Linked DNA regions of Mus musculus: all the other regions are linked to region 2. A link is a contact called in public promoter capture Hi-C data. All regions are on one chromosome and are shown on one strand. The core of a region is the stretch at or near the end of the contact, and the rest is flanking DNA. Distances in the headings are between cores, read along the strand shown.

Region 1 (3,245 bases), core at 608-3,107, 1.4 Mb after region 2:
ACTGGAGCAATTTGTTCATAATGGAGAAGTTATGAATATAAGAAGTCATAATCAAAGAAATGGTACTTTGATGCACTTACCATAAAAAGAATAGAAATGGTTCTCTCTGGCTGGAGAGATGGCTCAGCAGTTAAGAGCACTGGCTACTTGCTCTTCGTGAGGCCCTGAGTTCAATTCCCAGCAACCACATGATGGCTCACAACCATCTGTAATGGGATCTGGCACCCTCTTCTGGTGTGTCTGAAGACAGTTATGGTGTACTCATATAAATGAAATAAATAAATCTTTTTTCTTTTTTTTTTAAATGGCTCTCTCAAAGCTTCTAACCTTGGAGAGGGATGGATGCCAGGGTCTCTACATGCTCAGGCTGGCCTCACACACATCATGTGACCTTAAGCTTCTGATCCTCCAGCTTCTACGTCCTGAGGAATGGGATCATGGGTCCATACCACTTTGATTTATGTGGTGCAAGGGATTATACCCAGAACTTGTACCCAAAAGCAAGCACCAACTGAGCTCCATCCCAAACCACTTCAAGCTTGTCGTTAAAAACAAAACAGGTAACACTCTGTCTAGTAAATGTAATAATAAACTGTAAATCATTAAGGACCAGGGATATCATGTATTCTTAATACTTGGTATAGTGCCTTTTACAGAAGTGGGGAATAAAAAAATTACAGAATGAAAGAATAAAAATATGCAGAAACTGACATTTTAGTTACTAATAAGGGTTATCTAATATGTAATAGTGGTAATTTAATGGATTGTTCTACATTCCATTTTCAGACCAATTCTTAAGAGTAAACTGGGAGAAGAAACAGCATTTTGAACACATCCACGTACTTGAGTCACACAATTTAATTATTTACTTTATTTTGCCCTCACACATGGAGGCTAAGCAAGTGAGCTTCCACTGAGCTATACTCCTAGCCCAGTTAGTTACATTTTAAACTTTCCAGTGATAAATAAAACAGCCTGATTATTCTAGGGATACATTGTCTCTACAAATGTGCCACTTTTTGCAACTCCAACCTGTAAAACATCAGTATTTTATTTTACCAATAACAAAATGGGCTACCTGCTGAACTCACCTTCTGACCAGACTTCTTTTCCATCTACAGAAACTCCAACCACGATGCCGGGGGCACCAACCTCATCCTAAGAGAAAAGAAAGACCCTGGTGGTTCAAAAGTAGACTGACTCCGCCCACTCTGCGGTCCCGCCCACCAGGAGGGCAATGGTTCTGCTCCGATTGCCCTGGCCGTCGGAGTGCACAGGACTCTAAAGGGGAAGGGGCGGGCCCCTCCGCGACCGGTGACCTCAGCTGCTACTTGAGCAGCCCTAAGAGCGTCAGCCCGCGGCCAGGCAGTCAGAAAAACGGAAGCCGCCGCCCTGACGCCCACTGGGCCCGCACCTTGATCCGGTGTAGCAGATCGCGGCTGCTCTCGATGGCTCTGGAGAAGCCCCTGGCTGCTGGCGGCGCAGGCGTGTGCGGGCTCCCCGGGCTCAGGGCCTGCTCGTGCGATAACTCGGTAGTGCCGGACGCCTCGGGGTCCGCGGGGGACTGAATGGGGACGGCGCCCCGCAGCCCGACCACCAGCTTCGCGCCGAGAGCCAGCCCCAGCCCGAGCCCCAGGCCGCCGGCCCAACCAAGGCCCAGCACAGGCAGGCCCGGTCGCCTGTGCGCCCCGCGCCGCCCTCCGTCCCAGGCTGGGCCTGCGGTGGCCGCAGCCCGAGCTGTCACGCTTGACAGGAGCCGGTACATGTTGCCTCCGCAGAGCCGGCTGCCTCCTAGCTTGCTCCGGCTTGGCCCGCGGCGGGCGGGACGAGGGGGCGGGGCTGAGGCGGGGCTTTACAGTACCTCTCAGTCAAGGCCGGGTGGGTGAGCGACGAGCGCATCGAGCGCCTGGTCCTCGTCTCCTTTCTAGCCTTCTGGCTACTAATCCTCTTTGGTTCCACCCCTCCTTTTCTTGCTTTCTTTTCCCTCCCTCTTTTTCATATCTTTCTTCCTTCTTTTATCTTCTCCTTTTCCTCTCTCTTCTCTCCCTTTAGCTCTAACCTCCCTCTCTTGTTTTCTTTTTCTCTCGCATCCCACATTCCTCCCTCTATCCTCTTTTCTCTTTCCCTCTCTTTATTTCTGATTCTCTCCTCTTTCTCCTTCCCACTTTAGTTTCTACCTGTCCCTCAAGCCTCTCTTTTCCTTTTCTCCTCCTCATCTCTCTCCTTTTCCATGCTTCTTCTCTCTCACAACACACATGATATCCTTAGACAAGTCTCCTGTCACAGCAACACCCTCTTGCCACCTTATGCCTATGTTAACAACACTCGCCCCTTTGTTTGACTGAGATGCACAGTGGTTAAAACACTTGCCATGCAAACACAAGGACTGGAATTCAAATCCCCAGTATCCGGGTGAAAATGCCCAGTGGGCATGGCGCCTACCTGTAACGGATTGAGAAACCCAGCCTCAATCCAAAGTTAGAAGCGCAATTATAGATGGTTTCCAACATAGTCTGGGACGTTCTCAGGCAAATGCTAATATGCATGTATATACATGCACACACACAAAAGTGGGAAAAAGCAAACCTGATGTGGGTTTTTTTCATTCTTTTAGGAGAATTTTATGTCTTGACTCGCCTTCCTGCCCAGTGACAATCATTCTAGCAAACATTAATCATCGTAACTGCTCTGGAGATTGGTTGTGTTGTCTGACATCAGTTCCATGAGGAAACTGGAGTAAAGGGAGGCTAAGGGATTTGTCTAAATCTACAGAGTTGTCAGGTGATGGCCCAGAAATGTACCTTCTCAGCCTTCCTCTCTTGTCAGAGGGTTTGAAGGGTTCTACGATCAGAGGCGTGGGCGGTGAATCAGCTTCCCAGTGGTGCGATGGATGCAGCTGCAGCTAGTATTATTACATGGCCAGGGTCCACTGGGCGCTACAGCTGCCCTTCCACACCCAGTCCTGTTCTCTGAAGCAAACTCTAGCCAGGCTACTCTCAGTTCTCTTCCTGAGTAGGAAACTCTTCCACAGTTTCTCACAGCTCAAGGCTGCGTTGCTAGAGTGACCCTATCTTTCTTCAAAATACCTGCCTGAGAAAGATCAGAGTTTCCAAACGCAGTTACTGTTTGTTCCAACCACCACTGGAAAACAGAGCTCCTGTCCCCCAGTCTGTGGCAGAGGGTAGGAGCCTCACGTCATAAGTGCCAAATAGCAAAATGGGTGGATTCATGTGGACCAAAACCCT
Region 2 (2,972 bases), core at 430-2,929:
AGCAGGAAGGCTGAAGACAATTATGTGAAGGGAGATGAGGTAGCCTGAGGTCAAGGGCAGATAAGTAACCATGATTAAGAGGTGTTTTAGAGATGGATGGATACAGAGACACAGGCGAACACGTGAACTCTATCAGCAGGAATCGACAAGAGTCAGGGGTACCAAAGAAAGGACAGGCACAGAGATACCCTGACTGTGTGGGTGAGACCTGGGAGTTCAAGGGAGGAAGGAACATGGACAAGACTTTAATGACCCAGATACTTCAGGAGTTTTTGATATCTGGGAGTCACAAAGTAGCCATGTTAGAGATTAGGGACCAGAGGGAGAACAGGGCTGACTTTGCTGAGCCCAGGAAGCCCCAGGAGAACTTCCTTTAACTGGGGACCAAAGCAGATCAGGAGATGGAGTAATTCTGACCCACATCCTCTGGGAGCACGGGGAGGGGCTTTGGACAGAGAGCACAGCCATTGCAGGAGTGGAACCGAGGGCAGGCAGCCGCCATGACAGCAAGGAAAGAAACCACAGCAAAACATAGTGGCCTGACTTTGACCCCTACCTGTACCCACTCTGAGTGCAGGGACCACAGTTAGGTCTAGCGGAGGAGGGTAGGCCCTGTGTTTCATAGAAGAGGAAACCCGGGCTGAGAGGGGAAGTGACTTATCTACCACCTCACAGAAACTCGGGGTCTAGCCTAGAGGGAACAGCCAGCCTTGCAGTGACTCCAGGAAATACGCAAGTGCTCACTGACAGGAATACGGATGGCTGAGCTCACTGAAGGCTCCCCAGCTGGCCTGGGTGGCTACAGGAGGGAAGGCTTCATCTTCTTCCCCGCCCTTCAAGGGATAAGAATGTCTTCTTACTCGTGCAATAAGTGACTGCTGTATACTGAATACTTGGATAACGAGAATGTGGCCAAAATCTAGTTTGTATGCAGAGGGCAGAGGAGGCCCAAGGGACGTTGCTGATCCAGTCCTTGCTACCGGGAGACTCAGTTGACCTGACCCTTCAACTAACATCCTCTGATAGACACAGCTCAAGAGCACTGGGAACTCTGAGATATTTACACAAGGAAGACAAAAGCAATTTCTTCGTTCCTGCCATCAGGCTCCGTTACAATCTCAGATTTCTTGAAAACAGTGACCCAGGACCCTGAAGAACTTCCCTCCCCTAACACACACCTCAGAAGCAGACCTGGCTGAGGCAGGCAAAGAAAGCCAAGAAAGGGTGTAACGGGATTCAAGCACAGCAACCCTGTCTACTTTCAGCAAGTCACCCAACTCTCCAGAGCCTCAGTCTCCCCATCAATCCAATGGGAACCATGACAGGCACTGTTTCCAGTTGGTAAGAAACGCCCAAAACATAACTGAGGATGCTGTCGGCGGGATGCAGACGAGACCTCCATCCCGCCCCTACCCCATTGGTCCAGGTTCTGCTTGAAGGGAAGGACTGTGCAGAAAGACCCGTGGAAGTAGGACGGGCAGCACCCGAGCCCAGCACTCTTGTTCCGTCTGGCCCAGCCCTCGCCCTCACCTCCTCCTCCATGGCGAGTTTGCAAGGTCCGGCGGCTTCGCCGCTTACTGCTGCCCGCGTTGCGCGGGCTCCGCTTGCTCCATCTACGCGCAGCCGGGCGGCGGCTTGCTGTCTTCTGTCCCGCCGGGCGCCCGGGGCCCAAGAAACTTCGGGGGGCGGGGCTGGAGCCGGGGAGGGGCTTCCGGGGGCTGGGGGCGGGGCCAGGGAGGGATACAGCGGCCTCCAAGCCCCCGCCCGCAGCTGGGTGAGGAGCATGGCCGGGTGGGGGGTTCAGGGGCGGGGCCAGGGCGGATCCTGGGCGGGGCCTGTCTTCAGCTCCGGGAATGGACGGAAGAACCTAGGCGGAGCTGAAGTAGCAGGAAGAGGGCGGAGAGAGGTTTCCCGGACCAAAGCAGGGAGAAGGACTGGGAGGGGGTAGAGGCTAGGGAGGTGGGGGATACGGAGGGGGAGGGGGCTTCCGGCCCAGAGGCGGAGGCGAGGGATGCTGGCGGGGTGGGGCAGGGCGGGGGCGGGGCGGGGCGGGGCGGGGGCGCGGCTGACCAAGCAAGCCCGGGAGGCAGTGGGTAGCTGATGCCTTTGAGGTTGCCTAACCCAGTGGGCCTGGGTTGCGGGGGACTGGATCCAGCTGCCAGGGCAGTTCAGAAATGAGTACACAAAGAGGCTCGTCCCCTTTCTTCCCCCAATTTGAAGTAGTGGCTATGGTCTTCGGTCTGTGGAACTTCAGGGTGGGGCCGGCCATGAGCTTGGAATTTATGACCAGAATCAAGTTTGGACTCGGTTCCTTAATAGAGGGTCTCTGAAATCCCAAACTCTGTGCTCTCCTTTCCCTCGTTCAACCCCTTTCTGGTTCTCATGTTGTGAGCCGACTCCATCACCCTAACTCCCTTCGGCCCTGACCTGACCACGTTGCTAGAGAGTGAAGAAACCCTTTAAGTTCTACCATGTACTTTTATTTTTATTTTGAAGAAACAGGCTCGGAGAGTGACTGTCACAGCCAAACCTCCAGCATCCCGCGCGCGCGCGCACACACACACACACACACACACACACACACACTATCTTTCCTAGTCAGGTGTGCTGCATGCTACAGCACCCAGAATTTTGTGCTTGTGGGATAGATTAATGATGATCTGTTTTGACTCTGGGTGACCTAACCTCAGCTACATCAGTTGACCAAACTTCTCTTTCACTGCCCTCTGCTGGCCTTTGGGCTCAGGTCCTTTTCAGTTCAACGTGAAAGAGGATGGAACACACTGCCCCTCGTGCCTGGAACTGGTCCTTACACCTAAAGGGTGGAGAGGGGTTGTGAGATGACCTATTGGTTAGGAACACTTGCTGCTCTTCCAGAGGACCTGGCTTTGATTCTCAGCACCCACATCGTGGCTCACAACTGTCTGGAACTCCAGTTCCAGACGATCCGAGGTTCTCTTCTGGCTTCCTCG
Region 3 (3,046 bases), core at 56-2,555, 1.0 Mb after region 2:
ACTTGATTTCTGATGCACACGATTCACATTTTACACTACAGCCCAAGCTGCCAGTGATAATCTTAAAGCTCATAAACAAAGACCAGCGTCGGCACCAGGGCCCTACCAGGAAGTAATCAAAGCCGGGTGGCCCGTCCGACCTTAAGTCCCGGCAGACAATGAGAGGGCACCGGGGCTTCCAAGGAAGCAGAAGGAGTTAACGCTTAAGCAACTCGAAGGCATAACATAAACCTACGAAGTGTCTTACACGCACTCGGGAATTCCCAACGAAATCCCTGCCAACCCGAAAAACTGCCTCGGAACAATCTTCGAAAGGCAAAACAAAAAAAAACAAAAAAACCCAAAACACCCAACCTCGAGCCGCCCCTCCAAAGCAGCTGTTGGCTGCCTTCTCCGGAGCTTTCGGAGCCCGCAGCCTGTTTTCAAACTTCACCCTCACAGGCTGAAGAGAGACTCCGAGGTGAGCAGCCCCCAGCGCAGTCCGCTCAGGGGCTGCGGGGGAGGCAGGAGCCTGTGGGAACCCGAGGAAACGCAACCCAAAGGGGCTCGCGCGCCGGCAGTCCAGACAAAGCTGCGCCCGCAGAGCGGCGCTTTGCCTGTCCGGCCCACGGGGGACCGCGAGCCCGACCCCGCCACACGTGCGGCCGCGCGCGGAGCCGGCCCTTAGGTTCGCGGAGCCTTGGGGTGCGAGCCGCCGCGTCATCCCGCCGCTGCGCGCTCGCCTCAGGCCCCCGCGGGCCTCTCCTCAGCCGGCCCGGCCGTCGGGCCGCGCGAAACAAAGGAGCCGCCACCGCGCCCGCCGCGCCGCGCCGCGTCCCCTCGCCCCGCGCGCCGGGCCCGCTTGCTCCCCTCAGCCTCCCCCCCCCCCCAACGAGGCCGCGCGCTGCCCCGCACCCGCGGCCCTTCGACGGCAAGGCCCGGGCCAGAGCCGGGACCTCGGGTGCGCGGCCGGCCAGCCCCAGAGCCGCACTCACCGCTGCAGCACCAGGACGACGGGGAGCCGTTGGGGAACTTGGCTGAGTCCGGGGCGATGCAGACGCTGGAGCTGAGGTGCGGACACTCCATGGCCACGAGGACGGCGGCGGGGACAGCCGAGGCTCTGGGGCGGAGGGACTTCAGAGGCTCCGTCTGGGGTCGCTTCTGACCCGGCACTGGGCAGACGGCGGCTTCTGGGTCCCGAGCCTTTGCGTCAAAGAAAGCAAGGGCTTCCGGGCGCCGGGTTTTGCCATCCGCCGTCTCCCGGCGCCCCGCTCCGGAGAACGTGAAAATCCGGACTCCTGGTTCTGCCGCCGCCCAGGGACAGTAGGCTTCCGCCTTCTCCGGCGGCCCCGCCCACCCTGCTGGTTACGCCCCCAGGCCAGCCCGGGCCCCGCCCCCACACTAGTCAGTGGGCGGGGCATTGGTGCTCACCCAGTGCTAGCAGCTAGTGTAAAGTCCTACGGGGATGTGAAGTGACTTTCCGAAATCTGCCCCCGGCCGCTGCAGCCGATTCTTGGGAACCCGACAAGTGTGGGTACTCATCCGGGGCAGAGCGGTCGGGACCGCTGCTTCTACTGCAGTGAGTTGGCTACAACAGCGAGGTAGAATATGTGACCACACCGCAAAGAGTACGGAAAATGAAAACCACTCACACCGACGTGCATTGAAGCCCCATTTTACACAGGAAGAAACAGACTTTTGGGGCGTGGCCCTCGATGGCCCAGCCGGCTGCAAAGAGCCCAGAACAGTCCTGACTTTCGTGTTCTCCCGGTAGCAGGCGGGGTCCGGAACTGTTCTGAGTTCTGAACTCTGGCCTGAGTGTGTCACCGGGATACTGCACGGCTGGGCCCACCGGAACGCCTGTGTTCGGGGTCCACGCCATGCCGTTATGACTCACTGATATCTCCTGCCCATTGTGGGTATTTTCATACCTATACCTCTTGAAGTTGAACGAAATAATCCAGTTTGCTGTACAAGGTCGCGGGTGCTAGGTAATAAAAAGAGGCAGTGTAACATTTGTTAGAAGCCCACCTGGCTCCCAGCCAGGCACTTTGCATACCACACCTCATTTAATCCTCAAAACACCCTCTCAAGCTGCTGCTACGGTCCCCTTTTTAACAAAAAGTGAAACCAAGAGTATAATTTGCTTTAGGAAGATTGGACCCCCGCACCCCCCCCCCCCCCGCTTCAAATCTCTCTCTAGAAAGAAGTGAAGAAGACAGGAGGAGCGTCTAGAGGTAGAGAGCCTGCCACCTCACATTCTCTGCCTTGAGGATATCTGGGGCTCCCACAAATCTAGCCTCCAAAGTTGGGCTTTCTTTCTTTGTTTGGTTGGTGGTGTTTAACCTGGTAAAGGGGCTTCTTTCCTTCATCCCCTGACAAGCAAGTGGAGAGGGAAGAACAATGTGCCAATCCATGGGGCAGGAAAGGAAAGGTCAGGAAATGATTAACTGGCTGGGCCGGATAGTGGTTAGTTAGCACTGGGCACCTCCCTGAAGTGCACGCCTCTAGCACCCCTTAAGCCACTTCCGTACACCCCACTACTGCACCCTGTAGCCTTCTGCCTGATAGTGTCCACCCACCTAGGACATCTCTGCCCAGGGTGGTATTTCAGATTCCTCAGTCCAAGCAACTCTACCACTTCCCCAAGTTGTATATGATTGCTGTCAAAACAAGGCTTGGACGGGTTTTGATGGTGAGAAATTGTGGAAAGTTGTTCAGATCAGCTCTGGCAGGTACTTCATGGCAAACCTTAGCTAGTCCTCTCGACTCTTTTTCCTCGCCTATCCACTGGCAAAACAGTACTTATCTGTGTGAATTCCTAACCTGTAGTAATTAACAGATAAGGTTTGTTTTTCTTATTAAAAAAAAAAAAAAGGAGATGACTGCTTCCTTGGGACGAGAGAGGAGAATAAACAGTATCTGAACCCTATTCAGTCTCTTCCATCTATTTGTTTCACAAGTCTTTCTCAAGCAACCTTCTCAGAGTCCTCTGGGCACTGACCCTCATTCAGTGAACCCACAGCCCCTCATTCAGTGTGGAGCCTGACCCACGCTGTCTTTCCTA

Evidence for each region. Promoter capture Hi-C pulls out the DNA fragments that hold promoters and counts their contacts.
Region 1: a contact with region 2 is called in a promoter capture Hi-C map of erythroid cells, with 16 times the contacts expected there. The contact joins the promoter of Lactb here to the promoter of Plekho2 in region 2. A contact is called at or near these places in 5 of 39 promoter capture datasets (3T3-L1-derived adipocytes, the HPC-7 cell line, HPC-7-derived erythroid cells and 2 more) and 1 of 115 datasets of contacts at active chromatin or transcription factors (pancreatic cancer cells).
Region 3: a promoter capture Hi-C map of erythroid cells shows a contact between it and region 2, with 38 times the contacts expected there. The contact joins the promoter of Usp3 here to the promoter of Plekho2 in region 2. A contact is called at or near these places in 5 of 39 promoter capture datasets (the C10 cell line, erythroid cells, hippocampal neurons and 2 more), 1 of 115 datasets of contacts at active chromatin or transcription factors (fibro-adipogenic progenitors) and 1 of 9 other capture datasets (pancreatic islet).

Annotation. Positions count from the first base shown.
Region 1 is chr9:66,973,627-66,976,871 of GRCm38.p6, forward strand. It overlaps Lactb (lactamase, beta), which reads right to left and starts at 1,858. Exons shown (of 6, transcript NM_030717.1): 1 at 1,415-1,858; 2 at 1,092-1,158. The coding sequence starts at 1,765.
Region 2 is chr9:65,578,408-65,581,379 of GRCm38.p6, forward strand. It overlaps Plekho2 (pleckstrin homology domain containing, family O member 2), which reads right to left and starts at 1,680. Exons shown (of 6, transcript NM_153119.3): 1 at 1,531-1,680. The coding sequence starts at 1,542.
Region 3 is chr9:66,591,810-66,594,855 of GRCm38.p6, forward strand. It overlaps Usp3 (ubiquitin specific peptidase 3), which reads right to left and starts at 1,306. Exons shown (of 15, transcript NM_144937.4): 1 at 975-1,306. The coding sequence starts at 1,065.